2 separate regions of the Zea mays genome follow, and region 1 is linked to region 2. The links are chromatin contacts, called in public Hi-C maps. All regions are on one chromosome and are shown on one strand. Each heading gives the region's core, a stretch centred on a gene start, on an enhancer-like site or on the middle of the called end of the contact. The rest is flanking DNA. Distances are from core to core; before and after follow the strand shown.

Region 1 (2,797 bases), core at 79-2,578, 250 kb after region 2:
TCAAACCATGACAGCTAGATGTAGTTAGGATGTTTTGGTCTTTTTAATTCATTGTGATTTAAATATAATTTATGATATGGTCCAATATGAGACTTCTGTTTTGTATAAGACTTATTGTAAAAAATACCCCCTCTTTTTTTATATTTGTAGCATTTTAGTTAAAAACAAACTAGCGGGCGACAAATATTTAAAAACGAAGGGAGTACTATCTCTTCAAACAATCTTATGGATTCTAAAACTGTGGTATTGAATACTTGGTTATGACATTGCACTCAAAATAGTGTGTGGTATTGAATACTTGGTTATGACATTGCACTCTAAATAGTGTGGTATAAAAAACCATGCTTCCAATTACACCTTATTGTAGTGCACTAGTTGTATGTACATAGAATGAATGAAAAGAGTAAAAGAGAACAAGAAAATTGATCGGAGTCAGAATAGTTAATAGAGAACACAAGAAGCATTAGGATATGTACAACCTTGAGACCTTGGATCGGTTTTTAAAATATAAGGGTCTGTTTGGGAGGGCTTTACTTTAAAAACTTTGGATCATTCTAGCTTCTGTCACTAAACAGGTCTAGCTTCACGAGCTCTAGCTCTGAGAAAAAATGAAACTAGAGGCCACCTTCATGGAATTCATGAAGTTCCTCAGATAGTGCTTCACAAACACTGTTTTCATACCTCTTTATAAAGTTGAAATTACCCACCACATCACTGGTTAAACAACACAACGCTTCGCTTCGATCTCTCGTGACATCCACTAATCATCAAGGGTAATAAAGAAAACTCACACATATCGATTGTATTACAGAAGTTGGAGTCTATGTGCAAACCAAACACTCATTGAACCCACTTTAACAAATTTATTAGAGTTGTTTTATGGTGAAGCCGAAAAACCAAAGCAAAATTTTTTAAAGTGAAACTCTCCTAAACAGGCCCTAAGAGACAATTAACCGTTTGGTTCACATATTGGTAATATAATGGGTAACCCATAAAGTTAAATCATGTTTGTTTAAGTCCAACCGTAATCGATATCATACTACAAATGGATATCGCCTTATTCAAATTTATTACCACCGGTATTCGAGCGTGAATCGTTAACATTAACATTTACATTACATTTGGTGAACTAAACAGCACCTAAGAGACCGTAAGATACAATGTTAAGCCATTGGATCATAAATATAATTGAAAGATAATATGCATAGAGAATCGTGTAGAGACAAGTTTTTATTGTATTTTTTATTTAAAACTATAAAGAAATTATAAGATACCCGATAATTATTAATAGGTTGTACATGCCCTAAATGTAAAAATTCCAACAAGTATATTTGGCCAACTGTTCACGGTTCTTCACCAGTTGCGTTCGTCGTTCCCGTTCTCCTCCTCGTATCCCCTGGTCCGTACGTCGTGGCCACCGGCGCCGCCTAGCTCGCACCGCCGACAGCGTCTCAGACTAGATCGCGCCTCCCCCTCCCAAATCGGGTTCCAGTCGGGCTCCCGCAACCGCCGCCGTCTACACCAGGTGCCGAGGCCGATCTTTTCGTCGGCAAAGATCGCCGAGCAGGTATTCCCACCCCTTTCTCTTCCCTGTTTGCTGTGCGAAACCGAGTTCGCAAACTACCTCAAGCTATTTGGCTATTCGATGCCTAGTAAGTTCTAACTTTTGCGAAAATTATTGGGTGTACATGTGTACACCCATGTCCCTCTACTAGATCTGCCCCTGGCCGTCGCCCTACACCAGGTGCCGATATCTTCGCCAGCGAAGAGCGCCCAGCAGGTATTCTCACCCCTTCTCTTCCCTACCTGATGTGCGAAACCGAGTTCCCAAACTACCTCAAGCTATTTGGCCATTCGATGCCTAGTAACTTTTAACTTCTCTCGAAAGTTATTGTGTACATGTGGACACCCATGTCTTTCTATTAGATCCGACCCCCGGTTTGGGGTTGCTCTGAGAAAAAATCTAGCAGCCAGCAAGATGCAACATAAGAATGGTTTCAGGGCTGCATATAACATTAGGAAGCCCTAAATTACGTAATAGTAGCTGAGTGTGGATGTCAATTAGCAGAATTAGTGAAAAACTAGGCACAATTGTAGGCTGAAAATTCTAAGAACCCCTTTTACTAAAATTCATGCTACTAAACAGAAATGGAGCAGTTTCTATCACATTTTTCCTGTATGATCCCTACCTCTCTTGTGTTACTAGGGGTAACTCTGAATACACAATGATCATGTAGTATATACTTCTATTGAGCCATTTTCTAAATTAGAAATGCCAGTGTGTTGACCATTCCTCACCTGAGTTTGATATGTGTCTTTCTATTCCTAATTTGAATTCATGCTTCTATTCATGAATGATAATAAGTACTTATTTGGATCAGTACTTGTAGTAATAACATATATCTGTCTTCCTAGTTTCACCATGATTTGTTGATCCACCGGAGGTACATTTGGATTGAGCACTAGAACAGGCCAGTTGTTAGTAGCATAAAGTTAGTTATTTGTTTGGTTCTCTCTGAACTAGCAATTAGCTGTCAGTTTGCAAACTTTCGTGGTGGATATGCAGAGGGACTTTTGACTTTGTTTATTTAAGACATAAAGTAACATATGTTGTAGCTTTTAACTTATTTCTACCCCCCTGTACTAACCTAGCAAAAAAGGATATATTTTTCCAATGCTACCACATTCTGTCTATGAACTATTTGATAAATGCACACAATCTGCTAAAAGAAACCGAATGTCACGGCTGCTTTGCTTATATATGCCTATGTAAAGCAATTAAGTTGTATAATTCTAC
Region 2 (2,861 bases), core at 261-2,760:
ATGCCTATGACACTGAATCTGGAACTGTGGATGATAATTAATAATTCTGAGACTTTGGTCTGTGATGATTTTATATTTAACTGTTGCCTTTACTTGCCTATGATGATATGTTTTATAATGATGATCAATCAAGGGAGTATGACTTGGTGCTTTGTTTTCCTTGCTCATTTTGTGAATTTTGCCTATGATGAAATATGTTTGACTGATGACCATTCATGGGAGTTTGACTTACTGCTTTGTTTTCCTTGCTCTTGGTTTTATTTTGGGTCAGGCAACCAAACATACTCTATCCTTTAATCTGATTTCTCCATCTGCCCTATGTTTTCCCATGTATGGTCAAATGAGGTGTTTATTCATACAAATCTGAGGCAATTTATTGTATTTACTCTCATGGGTTGATCAAGTGATTGTAATTGATAATAATTTCTGAGGCAATTTATGTGATCTATATAATAATTTCTGCGGAAAACTATACACTGACTGTTTATGGAGTTGTTGACTTCCCTGTTTATGTCCAACCAGTGATGATAACCAGTGACTGTTTATGGTGTTTACACTGACTGTTTATATTGAACACTGACTGTTGATCAAGGGGACACAGTCAGTTTCTGGTATAATTTCTGGTATAGTGATGTTTATGGAGCTTGGTTCTTCTGTTCAAAGTGCTTCTGTGCAAAGTGAACCTAGTTTCTGTGCAAAGTGCTTCTTCTGTTCATCTTGAAGGACCAAGTGTTCAGTTCATCTTGAAAGTCCTGAGCTTGGTTCTTATTTCTGTGCAAAGTGTGTTGGTTCCTGTTCTTATGTTCAGTTCCTGTTTGTTCTTACTGTTCAGTTGTGCAAAGTGGATTCTGACTGTTCAGTTGTGCTCTCCCAGTTTATTCTGTGCAAAGTGTGTGGTGTTCCTGTTTGTTCTGTGCAAAGTGTGTGGTGGTTCAGTTGTGCTCTCCCAGTTTCAGGAGGTGTTCTGTTCATCTTGAAGGACCAAGTGTTCTGTGTGTAATCTGTGCAATCTGTGATAATTTCTGTTGTAATTTTAGTTCAAATCTGTGTAATCTGTGCAATCTGTGATAATTTCTGTTGTAATCTGTGCAATCTGTGATAATTTCTGTTGTAATCTGTGCAATCTGTGATAATTTCTGTTGTAATCTGTGCAATCTGTGATAATTTCTGTGTGTAATCTGTGATTATATTTTTAGTTCAAATCTATTGTAATTTGTGCAATCTGTGATAATTTCTGTGTGTAATCTGTGATTATATTTTTAGTTCAAATCTATTGTAATTTGTGTAGTAGCGTTTAAAATTTTAAAATTTGGCGGGAGCTTCATTGTACAGAAGAAAACTGTCGACAACCCACCTAATTGAGCCAAGCTAAAAAAAAGGGAACCAAACAATGTATAATATGAGCCTGGTTTATTTGGACCAGGCAACCAAACAGTCTTTGTTGGCTCGGTACATCCGGGCTCTTCTGAGCCTGGTCCTCTTACTGGACCAGGCTCAGGCTGGGCCAGACAACCAAACACATCCTACGTCTCCTCATTCACATTCATCCTGTCGGACTGTAGCGCGCACGCCCCGGCCGGATCAGAGAGATGGGCACCGTCGGCGGCGGCGAGCTTCCCGTCGCCGCCCCGGCCGCCGCCGACGCAGACCGGGCGCGGCTGCAGCAGCTGGGGTACAAGCAGGAGCTCAAGCGCGGCCTCTCGTACGTGCGCGCTGCCGGTGCAACGCTCCTCCTCCAGTCTCAGCTCGTTCGTTCGTTCGTTATTTCTTTGCCGCGCCGCCGCTAGCTGCCTCTGCTGATCGAGCTCCTACCCTCTACCTATATATATGTGTATATTTCTAGCGTTGTTTCCAACTTCGCCTTCTCCTTCGCCATCATCTCCGTGCTGACGGGCGTGACGACGACCTACAACACCGGGCTGCGCTACGGCGGGCCGGCGTCCATGACGCTGGGCTGGCTCGTCGTGGCGACCTTCAACGGCTGCGTGGCGCTGTCCATGGCGGAGATCTGCTCCGCCTACCCGACCTCCGGCGGCCTCTACTACTGGAGCGCCAAGCTCGCCGGCAACGAATGGGCTCCACTTGCCTCCTGGGTCACCGGATGGTATGGTACCTTCTTCCTCCTCTTCGCAAACATATATATTTTTTATAGTAATCAAATAGTACTATAGACTACTACAACTTTAGCTCCCTCCGCAATCTCGCGCCAGATAACAACAGACCGTAAGATTCGATTCGTTTCAATAATAATAATAATAATAATAAAACAGCAGCAGATTATCAGATTCAGAAATATCTATCTTTTGAAACTAAAGCGTCTTGTTTAATTCTGTTGTTTTCACCATGATGCCATGGATGACGACATGGCGCGTCTTCCCAATCATGTTTCCAGTAGTCTAATCAAGTTTATCTTCTATACTGTTCTGCAGGTTCAACATCGTGGGGCAGGTATACACAACATTCTCCCTCCAACTTCACAGGATCCAAGAATCTTCTTCTTTCTTTGTTTCCTCCTTTTTCTTTTCTTTTCTTTTTTCTTTTTGCAAAAAGAGGATCAATAACCTTCATCTGCAGATGCAGCTGCAGTGCAGTCATAAGCGTACTAGTGTCATGTCATCTCATCAGGACTCTGATTGATCAAATCGCCGTACGTGCACCCGCAGTGGGCGTGCACCACGAGCGTGGACTTCTCGCTGGCGCAGCTGATCCAGGTGATCATCCTGCTGAGCACCGGTGGGGCCAACGGCGGCGGCTACCTCGCCTCCAAGTACGTCGTGCTTGCCATCTACACCGCCATCCTCGTCGTGCACGGCCTCATCAACAGCCTGCACATCCAGTGGCTCTCCTGGTTCGGACAGCTC

What was found. Hi-C and Micro-C count contacts between places; a contact is called where the count stands out from the background.
Region 1: a Hi-C map of leaf shows a contact between it and region 2, with 2.5 times the contacts expected there. The contact joins the promoter of LOC103650763 here to the promoter of LOC100279939 in region 2. A contact is called at or near these places in 10 of 25 Hi-C or Micro-C datasets (bundle sheath, ear, leaf and 3 more).

The regions. Positions count from the first base shown.
Region 1 is chr3:153,731,908-153,734,704 of Zm-B73-REFERENCE-NAM-5.0, forward strand. LOC103650763 reads left to right here and starts at 1,329. Exons shown (of 17, transcript XM_008676336.4): 1 at 1,329-1,567; 2 at 1,716-1,780.
Region 2 is chr3:153,478,089-153,480,949 of Zm-B73-REFERENCE-NAM-5.0, forward strand. LOC100279939 reads left to right here and starts at 1,511. Exons shown (of 6, transcript NM_001320481.1): 1 at 1,511-1,702; 2 at 1,844-2,104; 3 at 2,430-2,448; 4 at 2,664-2,861. The coding sequence starts at 1,590.